3 separate regions of the Mus musculus genome follow, and regions 1 and 3 are each linked to region 2. Evidence: chromatin contacts called from public HiChIP or PLAC-seq data. All regions are on one chromosome and are shown on one strand. The core of a region is the stretch at or near the end of the contact, and the rest is flanking DNA. Distances in the headings are between cores, read along the strand shown.

What was found. HiChIP or PLAC-seq counts read pairs in DNA pulled down with a chosen protein or histone mark.
Region 1: an H3K4me3 HiChIP or PLAC-seq map of bone marrow-derived macrophages shows a contact between it and region 2, with 3 times the contacts expected there. The contact joins the enhancer-like site here to the promoter of Tpp2 in region 2. A contact is called at or near these places in 12 of 39 promoter capture datasets (the 3T3-L1 cell line, the C10 cell line, the HPC-7 cell line and 8 more), 1 of 15 datasets of contacts at CTCF or cohesin (CD8 T cells), 1 of 484 Hi-C or Micro-C datasets (nephron progenitors), 11 of 115 datasets of contacts at active chromatin or transcription factors (the 230-238 cell line, the SCID.adh cell line, T-cell acute lymphoblastic leukemia and 6 more) and 3 of 9 other capture datasets (adipose tissue, liver and pancreatic islet).
Region 3: an H3K27ac HiChIP or PLAC-seq map of microglia shows a contact between it and region 2, with 4 times the contacts expected there. The contact joins the enhancer-like site here to the promoter of Tpp2 in region 2. A contact is called at or near these places in 6 of 39 promoter capture datasets (the 3T3-L1 cell line, the C10 cell line, the HPC-7 cell line and 2 more), 1 of 484 Hi-C or Micro-C datasets (olfactory sensory neurons), 3 of 115 datasets of contacts at active chromatin or transcription factors (the 230-238 cell line, bone marrow-derived macrophages and microglia) and 3 of 9 other capture datasets (adipose tissue, liver and pancreatic islet).

The regions. Positions count from the first base shown.
Region 1 is chr1:44,068,571-44,072,400 of GRCm38.p6, reverse strand. Gm8251 (predicted gene 8251) reads left to right here. Exons shown (of 4, transcript NM_001376984.1): 4 at 1-3,830. Among named protein-coding and RNA genes, the nearest start is that of Gm8251, 9.3 kb to the left of the region's middle. Within about 2 kb of position 1,485, at least 4 of the 459 cell types and tissues checked have an H3K27ac peak or open chromatin away from gene starts, as enhancers often do. A contact at or near this core is called in bone marrow-derived macrophages, where this site is marked.
Region 2 is chr1:43,932,158-43,935,705 of GRCm38.p6, reverse strand. It overlaps Tpp2 (tripeptidyl peptidase II), which reads right to left and starts at 1,712. Exons shown (of 29, transcript NM_001310540.1): 1 at 1,453-1,712. The coding sequence starts at 1,617.
Region 3 is chr1:44,160,123-44,163,893 of GRCm38.p6, reverse strand. Ercc5 (excision repair cross-complementing rodent repair deficiency, complementation group 5) reads right to left here. Exons shown (of 15, transcript NM_011729.2): 5 at 2,857-2,917; 6 at 1,941-2,084; 7 at 1-17. Among named protein-coding and RNA genes, the nearest start is that of Ercc5, 14 kb to the right of the region's middle. Within about 2 kb of position 1,848, at least 22 of the 459 cell types and tissues checked have an H3K27ac peak or open chromatin away from gene starts, as enhancers often do. A contact at or near this core is called in the 230-238 cell line, bone marrow-derived macrophages and microglia, where this site is marked.

The DNA of each region.
Region 1 (3,830 bases), core at 236-2,735, 140 kb before region 2:
GCTCACAGTAAGAGGAGCTTCAGATGCAGTGCACAGCCAGTGAAGGAGATTAAAATGGAGGAAGAAATGTTTCAAGCAGAATCTTTCACAGACACAATTGAGAAGCCAGCTGACTCAAGAATGGATTCATTTCATGTTGCAAATATAAAGAACAACACATCTACACAAGCAGAGCTCCTAAATTCTGCAGAATTCCAGTTGGTTTCTCCAACACCAGAAAAATTACTGATGGGAACCTCTCTGAGCCAAGCAAGAGAAAGCAATGTTCCAAATAATGGAAATGATACAAGGGAAATTAGTTGTGGTTTTACCCACGAAGCTTTATTGTGGCTTTTAAGTCACTGCATGCCTGTTTTGCCTCGTTCTAAAAAGAAAAAAGACCAGACAAAATTCACAAATGGAAGTATAGTGAGGCTGAAGTATATGAATAAGATGAAACCACCAGCTTCAAAACCATTCAATATCAGAGGCAATAAAAAGAAGTCAAAATTAGACTTCAAGGCTAAGTTTAAAAAGATAAGCCAAGCTAAAGCATGTTTACCTGAATATCAAAACACTCTTTGCGCAGCCATCGATAGCAGAAGGCAGGGGCTATTCCATCATGCTCCACTAAAGCAAGGAGAACTAGCAAGCAAACTATGTGTTGCTTGCACTGCTGAAAGTAGTGCATTCTACAATAAAGAGAAGAAACCTGAAAGAGGGAAACAAAACCCCTCTTTACAGGTATTTCAGCCTGGCCAACACCTGGGGGCTGATGTGGATCAAAGGAAGGAAACTCTCCCAGACCTATCACCCTCCTCTACAAGTCAAGAACAGCCTGTTAACAGTCAAAGGATAAAAGTCCAAGAAGATGCCCTGCAAAATGCTTTAAAGGCTAACCTCCAAATGGATCCCCTAGACACTCCAGAATTACAGAAAACTACCAAAGCAGAAAATGCTTTCACCTTCCCTGTGGTTCCTGAAAGTTTATTTCCTAAAGTAGGGACCTCTTCGCCTGGTGAGTATGCAAACATGATAGATGATGATTTAGAATTTAACAGAATCTCTGAACGTGAACTAGGTTTGTATCCTGTTGTAAACGACTCGGAGACATCAACATATCTGCAGATGACATTCCTGCAGTCGTCTGACTCCGTTACAAAGTCCTTTGTTTCTAGACCTAAAGGAAAGAGAAAAACACTAAGATCAAAGAAGCAGACACCAGTGAGTCGGAGACAACGATGGAAAACTATGAGTGAAACAAAACTACCACAGATAGTGAACTTCAGGTACAGCAAAAACCTAAAATGTAACAAAGAAATTAAAGGTCCACAGGAAAGGGCTAACATAGCAGATGCCGGTTTGGACATTGTTCCTTCCAAGGTACATATTTTGCCCAACAAAAAAATTAGAAGCTCAAAATCATGGACAGAAAAACAGAGAACTAGAAGACTTGGTCATTTGCAACTAATGCAAGAGAAGTCACCAAATGGAAGAAATGCACACTGCTCGAGCTCTGCTGATGCAAGTAGTTTCTCTAGCATGAAGAACTATGAAGGAGGGGGGAAAGAGAAACCAGAAGAATTCCTGATCTCAAAAAATAGCCCTTGCTTTATATTTGGTATGAATCAAGAAAAAGACCACAATCTTGTTAGATCAGACAAACAACTGAACCAACTATGGAGAACCACCACTCAGGTACAACCACAAACACTCACAGAAGCTAGTTTGTGTTCTGCAACATGTCCCATCCGTGATGAATTTCAATTAGAAAGGCTAGAGGCCTATTTCAGTGTTTCCCCTTTAAAATTTGGGAAAGCCAAGGACAATGCATTATCTGAAAAAGAATGTGATCTATTTCATGAAAGACAACACGTTGAACACACTGGTGACAGTGAAAAGGAGGCAAAGGAACTATCAGTCTCATGCATTAATTCAAACCATAGTGGGGAAATGAAATGTTACTCAACCAAAATGAAACACACATATCAGGAGAAAAAAATTGCGGATGAAACTTCCTCTTCAAAAAGTGCTGCAGCTGATATTAATATGAGCAGCAAGATAGAAAACCGCTTACTGAGTGAAAAAACACCCTGTTTCATGCAAATGAAGTCAGAGATAATGTGTCATAAAGGGAAGGTTACTTCAGATGATATCAAAGAAATTGATATTCAAGATAAAGAAGAAAAGCAAAATGATGGTGACACAGTATCACTGTCACTTCCACAACAGAGCCAACATTTTGTATTTTATTCACATCCAAGCAGGGATCCTCACTCTCATAAAGTAGTGGAACAAAGAGGGAGGAACATTCTGTTCGTTGTGGAACAAGATGTCCCACAGCAGAGTCAGTCAGCAGATAAAACGCAAGGACAGTATGATGTTTATACATCAATTTCAAAGCTTCATTCCCTAAAATCAGAAGACTCACAAATAGATGCAGTTAAGACTGTTAGAACAAAATACCACAGTCCAGCTGATGGAACTCTGGCACAGGAATTGAACAGTTGGGATGGATTGGATAGAGATGAGCTTGAAAATGATCTACAAGCAACCATCTCAGAGTCTTTGAATCTCTCAACTCTTGAGGTACCAAGATCTAAAAGACAGAGCAAGATGTTTACATACAAAGCCTTACAAGGTAAAATGTGTTCAGCTGGTGTAACTATGAAAGGAAGGAGAGCATTTGTTTCAAAGGTATTAACTATTCCACAGTGTGGTCATAGAAAAAATCTATCTCGAAAAACCTTGAAATCACAGATTTCTGAATTATTAGTACATTCTGGTGTCTTACCTGATAGCCTTAATGTAATCATATTGAAAGACCCAACATCGGAGAAAAATAAAAGATTAACACAGAAATTGACAGCAATGATGTTAGAGACTTTGGGTTTGTCCACACCTACATGTAAAGAAAGTAAGATATTAAAATTCATGGACAAGGGAGATGAAATGAATACCAATTATCTAACTGTTAAAGCAAGTAACGCGGCAATCTCTCAGACACATATTACTGCAGGATGTGGAACACCAAAACAACGTAAACCTGTGGCAGTTTCAGCCCTAAATGCTAGCTTGTCTTCTATGCCTATGTCTCTTGATGTTAGCACGTGTAATGGACTAAAAAATAGGGATATAATGTGGACAACAAGATTTAGTCATGAACTTCATAACCAGTCAGTACATGAAGAGAGATCTTGTCATGCACATCCCACTGACAAGGATGCTACTTCAAATGGCACCAAAACTATAAAAAGTCAAGGTGAAAAAGGAAACCCACTAAGTTCCCAGCACTTCAATTTCAGTTCTCGGAGTATGGCAGGGCCTAATTCTGTGAAATCTGGTTTAAAGCTGATTAATTCAGCAACATGTTTTGAGTTAGATAGAGCTCTATATGATGGACAAGCACAGCCGGTCAACATAAATAACCAACAAAGCAGCATGGTGAGTGGAATGTTGCAACTTCTAAATACAGAGGAACCTGAGATTGGCTCCATACCACGCAACAATACCTGGGATAGAAATCCCAGGAGAAAGGGTGACTACCCCATGTCTAAACAAAAAGCATGGGCTCAAAAGAACTTGAGAACTTTGAAACTTTTACAGAAACCCAGCCTTATGTCAACTGAAAAGAAAAGTGAGAACTGCACACTAGAGTTTCCAAGCAAAAGAATGTTGAGTCCCACAACAAAACAAGATTCAAGGTTGCTTAATATTGCAAGGCAGAACACGGGAATCCGTAGAAGGAAAAGGTCCCATAATAGTAAACAGCAGCTGAGAAAGACCGTGCATGTGGAAGAGGCACTGACTCGTGCTACCGAAGATGTTGAGATTTGTCCACTCAAATTCAT
Region 2 (3,548 bases), core at 463-2,962:
TGGCTGCTCAATTATCAAGTAATCCTATGGGGTAAAAACTGTTACTTTACAGAAACAAAATACTCTAACCAGAACCAAAAATTCTACAAATGTCCACTGAGTAGTACTACGCCAAAATCTTCAGGATTTTCTGAACCTCTAACGCTAAGAACTAGTGAGCCACTTACCCTAGTTGTTCTCCCACACCCTACAAAAAGTAAACACACACTCCTGTGTATTGGGAAGCACTTCCACTGTGTAATAAATTCACAACGTGTCATTGCTGTTACCAAGTTTTAAACCTTAGCAATTACTATTAATAAAATAACTGTAGTCACTTGAACTTCTAATCAGAGACTCTGACACTGTGTGCTTCAGGGCTCAGGTGTGCACCAGAAAGGGGAAGAAGTAACAAACACTTGGAAGCAGGATTCCCTGAGAGTCCCAGAGTGTCCACACAGGCTTCTTTCCTATCCTTTCCAATAACCTCTAACATGTACGTCAATTACCTTCCCATCCATTTATGTCAATTATTAGGCAGCACAATGAGAAAACTAAAGATTGGAGGAAACAAATCAAGGGCTAGGAGGAGAGGAATTAGTATCCCTCTTTTGTGAGGAACAAGGATAAGATGGTATCAATGTGATCTAATCTATCTATTTGATAAACTGACCACGGACCGAAAAGAGGGTAAATAAACTCTAGTTTTAGTCAGATAAGCTCTTCAACAAAGGTTAGAGAGTACTTATGAGGGGGTTTTAGTAAGAGGCTATTTAAACACAGAATACATTTTATTCAGGCATTTTTTTTTAACATCAGTAAGGTCCCTGCTCTTAAAGACTTCTAACTTGAATAAAGGAAATGAAGTCATTTTTAGGAAGTCGTAATCAAAGTATGTTCTCTCGTTTAAAATGCACATTTTATAAGGCCTGAAAAGTTCGCCCGAAACAAATTAGTCGGGCCCTTTGAAAAAAAAAAAAAAAAAAAGACTAACCCAAAAGATTTCAAGGACCCTGAACAAACACCAGCAAATAACTTAAAAATAGAACAAAAGTATCAGAAGAAACCATTCCGGAAGCGGACTGGGTCGAATTCTGGGAACTCACTTTGCTGGCCTTGCCAAAACGAGTATCTCTTAAACATCACTAAGGATCTCTTCAAGGCTGTTACCCCTATCGTTGGTGCCCCCCACGCTCCCGCGCCCTCCCAGACCTATAAAACTGTAAAATTTTCCCATGCCGAGGTCGGGTGCGGACCCTGAAGAGGTGTGGGGCCTGGAACGCCCAGGCTGACCAGCAAAGCTTCCCCGCGGCCCCCGATCCCGAACAGCCACGCTGACCACACCGCTTTTGTGTGGACAGGGAACAGGGCCTGGAGGTCTCCCAGAGCTGTCCGGGCCGCCCCGGCCCGTCCGGTCCCCGCCTTGTTCCAGGCTCGGCCCTCTGGGCTACGGGCCCTTGGGCGCCGCCTCACCTGCATGCCCGGGGCCCCGGGATCGACCCCTGTGTCCAGGACGGCGATGAGCACCCCGCGCCCGTCATACTCCGGGTAGCGGCACAGGAAGGAGGAGGCCCCGGTCTCCTTCTTTGGTAGAAGACCGTGGAAAGGAAAGGGCTCCTCGGTCGCGGCGGTGGCCATGGACGCAAGCTGGAGGACAGACGAGGAAGAGGCAAACTGCCAGGCAGCGCGCGGACGAGCGGCGCGAGGACACCCGGCTACCGCGGGACGGAGGTGGGGAAGGGGCGGAGCCTGGCCACCAGTACCCAATCGTGTGCGGTCAGAGGTGTCTAGCCAATCATACGCTTCAACGTAAGCTAACGGCGCCGCTACGAGTCACGACGAGGGAATGTTACCCAGGCTGCAGAGCTGGAACGGAGTGTGCGCTGCTGCGGATGACAACGCACTGGAGGGAGGTTCTTGCCTTCCGAGCTGTCACTCTCCGTGAGAAGCAGCGAGAGGAACGGGCTGTCTGCCTGAGGCGTGGGATCCTCGCGACGCCGCCGAGGTTGGCTTAACCCGCTGCGGACCGGAAGCCTGTAAAGTCGAGCGCGGAAGTCTCAGATTTAGCGGCCCGGCCTTTCTGGCAGGGTGAGGTGCTGTTTAGTCAACAGGAAGTGGGTTGTCGGCTGTTTTGTCGCCAGAGTCCCCAAAGCAAAACACGTGACAGAAATGAGCTCCCTCCTGTCTTCGTGGCTTACTTACCCTTGGCATCCGGAATTTCAGAAAAATACCTGCCTTTTCTCCAGTGAAGTTCCTCTTTGTAACACAGTTACCGAGCCATAGTTTGCGGGGTTTTTTTCCCATTAGGATGCACAGTGACAGCAATCGTAAATGGCATTTGAAATTTAAACTACACAGATTATCCAGTAACAAAGGTTGCCAACATTCATAATTAAGAATATTGTGGGGGTGAATTAATATTTTCCTATTTGTGACAAATCTACTCTGTACCAGTGAGAGATTCTGCACGTTTTTTCAGTGTGTAGCCTGCCTGGAGGCCTCTGAAATACTGAGCACCGAACCACAGCCATAAGTGTGGTAATTCTTCTCTTTAGTGGCAGCGACTGCTGTGTCTACTCCAAAAGTCCCAGCAGCAAGAAGGCGCCCAGAGTAATCTTAATTATCCCATTGACAAACTCAAGACACCTTACCACAGAGATGTCTTTAAATGCATAAGATGAAATATATAGGATTATACAGGAAGTAGACGGTTGAAAGAATTATAACAACTTAATTTTTGTTGTATTGCAATAGTTTCATATATGTAAGTAATTACATGTGTGCTCTTTTTAAAATTAAATAACAGAGCCATCGTCAAGTCTAATAACTAATGTTATTTTTAAATTGGAAAACAATTGTAAATGGCATTTGAATATATCTAAACTACACACTTTAATAACAAAGGTTGCCTGTGTTCATAATTAAGAACATGTGGAGGATGAAAATAATTTTTTCCTATTCAATCATGGGCCCTGTGCATTTCTATGGTCTCCAGTTTAAGAGGCAGGTTCCTAGAATCCCGTGTATGCCATTTGTTTCAAACCACAGCATTTCCATTGACTCCTCATACTTTGCTCTATGAGCAAATATATTAAAATATATTAAATTGTAACTTGAAAGAATTTCTTGGGATCAGAATGTTAATTTTTTCTTTTGGATTAAGTTAACTTACAATTACAAAGTTGATGAAAACAATGAGTAAATCTTAAGATTAAAATGAACAAAAAATGGGATGGGAGGGAAGGGAGGAAAGAAAAGGCAGCTTTTCCCTAGAAGTTTGATGAGAATTAGACATATTTCCATTTATAACAGGCTATTCTAGGGCTGGAGAGATGCCTCAGCGGATAAAAGCACTGACTGCTCTTCTGAAGGTCCTGAGTTCAATTCCCAGCATCCACATGGTGGCTCACAACCATCTGTAATGGGATCTGATACCCTCTTTTGGTGTGTCTGAAGACAGCTACAGTGTACTCCTATACATAAAATAAATAAATCTTAAAAAAAAAAACCAGGCTATTCTAGTTATAAGTATAAGATTCCCACGTGTATGTCTCTTATAAAATCAGAGC
Region 3 (3,771 bases), core at 599-3,098, 230 kb before region 2:
GAAAAGTCATTAGACTCCTAGGGGGAAATAAAAAGTATTGCTTTACACTAACACAGAATAGACCACCACTGTCCAGTTTATTTCAAAAGGTTTAATTTCATAGCATAAAAATAAAACTTGAAAATTAAGGGGGTTCCACTGTCAACTTCATTTTTTGTTTTATTGCTGTTGTTCTTGTTGAGACAGTCTTCCAATACGTCGCCCAAGCTAGCCAGGAAATCACTATATAGAACATGCTCGCCTTGAAGTTGTGCAAATCCTTCTGCCTCTGCCTCCAAAGTACTGGGATTAGCATACATGGCATTATAACAGACTATAAAAAAAGAATTAAGCAAAAGAAATTATGAAATACTTTATCTTTAAAATTATTTGCTGAACTAGACTACATGGCTGTGGTAAGACATGTGATGGTGGCTCAGCAAAACATAACCTTCCAGAATATAAGTGAAGTCTCCAGCATTGTCTTTGGTCCACAGGTAACACAAGTAAATCAACCAGAGGTATTAATAATCATAGTTAATATGAATAAAACCTTTCCCATGGAGGACATTCCAAGTACTTTTATATTAACTACCTTGAATTATTTCTACAGACATCCAATGAGACATTTTCCTATTCCCCATCTGCAAATGATAAGCTTGAGACTTCAATACTAGACATCAGAAAGTTGACTTACTACAACTGAGTCTATTATTAGTCTCATGACTATCCCTGCTATTAAGACATGGATCTTCTCCTATCAACATCCCATGTACATGATAGATAAGTCATACCAAGGTCTATTCTAGACTACTCAGAACTTTTCTACTTATGGGACCATCCCAGCCTTCTAGCCCTAGCAACATCACGTTTGCACAAAGAAAAAGAGAAAACCACTAGAGGCTATATTTCTCCTTTCCACTCAAACACAATTTCTATCAGTCATACTTAATGATTCTTCACATCTGTGAAGACATGAGCGTGAAAAATAGATGGAACCTAGATTGTTTTCTCCCAAAATGAAAACAAAGTTATTCTTGTACCCAAAAACGTAATAACATCACTTCCATTCACTTATTACTATTTTCTTATCCTAAATACATAGAAAACCAAAAGGGAGTGATACATCCATCTTTTTCATCTTTCTGACACCAAAGTAAAAAGCATCCTAAAGTCTACAGCAAGCTAAAAAAACAAAAACCAAAACCAAACAACTACCTAAATTGCTAAGTTTACATTCTACCTCACTGTTGGAGAAGAACTGCTGGAAACAGCAGGTGGTGGCAAAAGGAAGGGAAGTGGAACTCATGCATCAGGAACTAAAAATACCAAATGCTCAAAGGCAGCATAAACCAAGACTACAACAGCTACAGGAACAGGACACATTCAACAACACCCAGCCATGTACACCACCCCCGCTCCAGCTTCCTGTGACTTTGAAATCGCCACATTCAGGCCTGTTTCTACTATTCACAAAGAAAGCGATGAACACGCATCCTGTATCCGGAATTCCACTTTGGAAGTATTTTCCATGTTAGTTACTTTTTGTGCATACTGTATGTTGTGGTGTGAAGTAACTTTTTATGAACTAGCCCAAGAACCATTTGGCGCTGGGCACTTACTATGTGAGACACTGAGTGGCCTGCTGAGAATGTAGCCATTATCGGACAGGCATGCTCTGTGCTGAGCACTATGTTACAGGGTACTGAGGACGCACACAAGAAAAGGCCTACCGAGTGCAGAAGCCTTCTTTGACGGTTTATGGATTATAGTAAATGCATAAACAATGTCTCATGTGACCTGAGATACACAGATGCTGTGTCCTTGCAACTGGGACCTACCTAAATTAGAGACTTAGACTCTAAGTACCACTTCCCATTTTTCTCTTCCTTCTGTGAAGCTTTGCTCAAGTTCTTAGTTCTAAGCACTGGTGTGCCACTGTGCACTGCTGGGTGTTTTACCTCTGGCATTGCTTCAAACAGTGTTCGCCTTCGCTTGGTAAACTCTTTCATGTCAGTCAAGATCTCATGCTTTACTTCAGGAGGCAGGCTGCTGAAGTCCTCAGACTCGATATCTATGGCCTGAGGATTATGAAAGAATTCTTCCTATAAAGAGTAAAATGTTAACATCATTACATTTATATTCACCCATTTAGGCCTAGTCACTGTTACAAATACTCATTGTGTTTATATGATAGATACGGCCTTATATAATCTGTACACAGAAGTATATGCTCTGTGACAGGCATCACAGTGAAGAAGCATTTACTTGTGGCACTAGGGATTGAATCCAGGGTGTCATGCATGTAAAGTGAACACTATCACCAAGTTACATATTCTTGGCCCCAAGAAAGTATTCTCATATTCTCAAGAAGCATATTTACTTCGTGAATGGTCCGTTGTTTTGAAAAGAGCTTACTTTGGATATACGGGAAGACATAATGAAGCTCGACATGGTGCTGTACAACTACAATCCTAGCACATGGGAAGCGGCAGAATCAGGCTGAACTCTGTGAGTTCAAGGTCTACACAGAGAAACCCTGTCTTGGGCTAGAGAGATGGCTTAGCCATTGAAGGCTAGGCTCCCAACCCAAAATATAAGAGAAACCCAGTCTCCAAATACTCAAAAAAAAGAGGAAAGAAGTCCATTAATGGCAAATCCAATATACAAGTGCATGGAATGCATGGGTAAGTGTGGATTTTATATATACACACACATATACATCATATACACACGTGCAATGAGAAACACACACAGTTAAAGTTATCTTCACTTTTTATTGGGAACTTTCATAAGCCATCATACCTCATAAGCATTACTCATTTTCATCATTTCAAGTAACAACAGCCGTTGTGAATTCCCATGTTATGTGAGTACCTGCAATGCTTGTTTTTGATCCATTCTTGCTTGCCATTGCTTTTCATCTTCCTCTTCTGAACTGTAAGTCAAGAATATGATGTTAACATCTATGATTTTAACAAATACTTAAAAACATATTTCCTGAGCTCAAGGTCTACAGCAGTGAGGAGGATGAGAGGACTGTGACTCCATCTGGTGAGGGCACGGGCAAGCAAGCAACTGCAAGGAACTCCTAACTCCATCCACAAGGAAGAGAAGGATGCTGAAAGGAAGAGTAAATCACCTGAAAAGCTTTGGACAGCACGGTAGTTTAAGTGGGATTAACCCCCAGAGGTTCATACAGTTGAACATTTGATATCTAGTTGGTGGAACTATTAACGCAGGATTAGGAGACGTGGCCTTGTTAGAGGAGGCATGTTACAGGGGTCAGGGTTTGAGACCTCAAGTCCCCACCCCATCCCCGGTGTACTCTAGGCCTTCCACTAAGCTTCCGGGCAGGAGTTCTCAGCTGTTCCTGTTGCCATGCCATCAATCTGCCATAATAGATTCTAACCCTTTGGAACCATATGCCCAACTAAACACATTGATCAGTTGCCTTGGTCTTGGTGCTTTATCACAGAAATATAAAAGTGACTAATACAGACAGTCGTGGAGGCTTTCCAAAATCTCCGACCTTGGTGGATTTGCACTGAACAAACAAGGGACCCAAATGTAGGCTATAAGGGAGGTACATGCAAGGAAGTGCTCTAAGTCCATGAACTGAGTTCTACAGTACCTTGGAAAGAAGGAGAGGAAAATCTGCCCATGACAGTGAGGAGAACGGGGGGTGAGATGAAGAAGAGTGATTAAAGGTTAGAAAGTTTATCCTGAAGAAATGACAAACATAGGCCAGGCATGGTAATACAGGTTTAAAACCCCAGCATTGACAAGGCT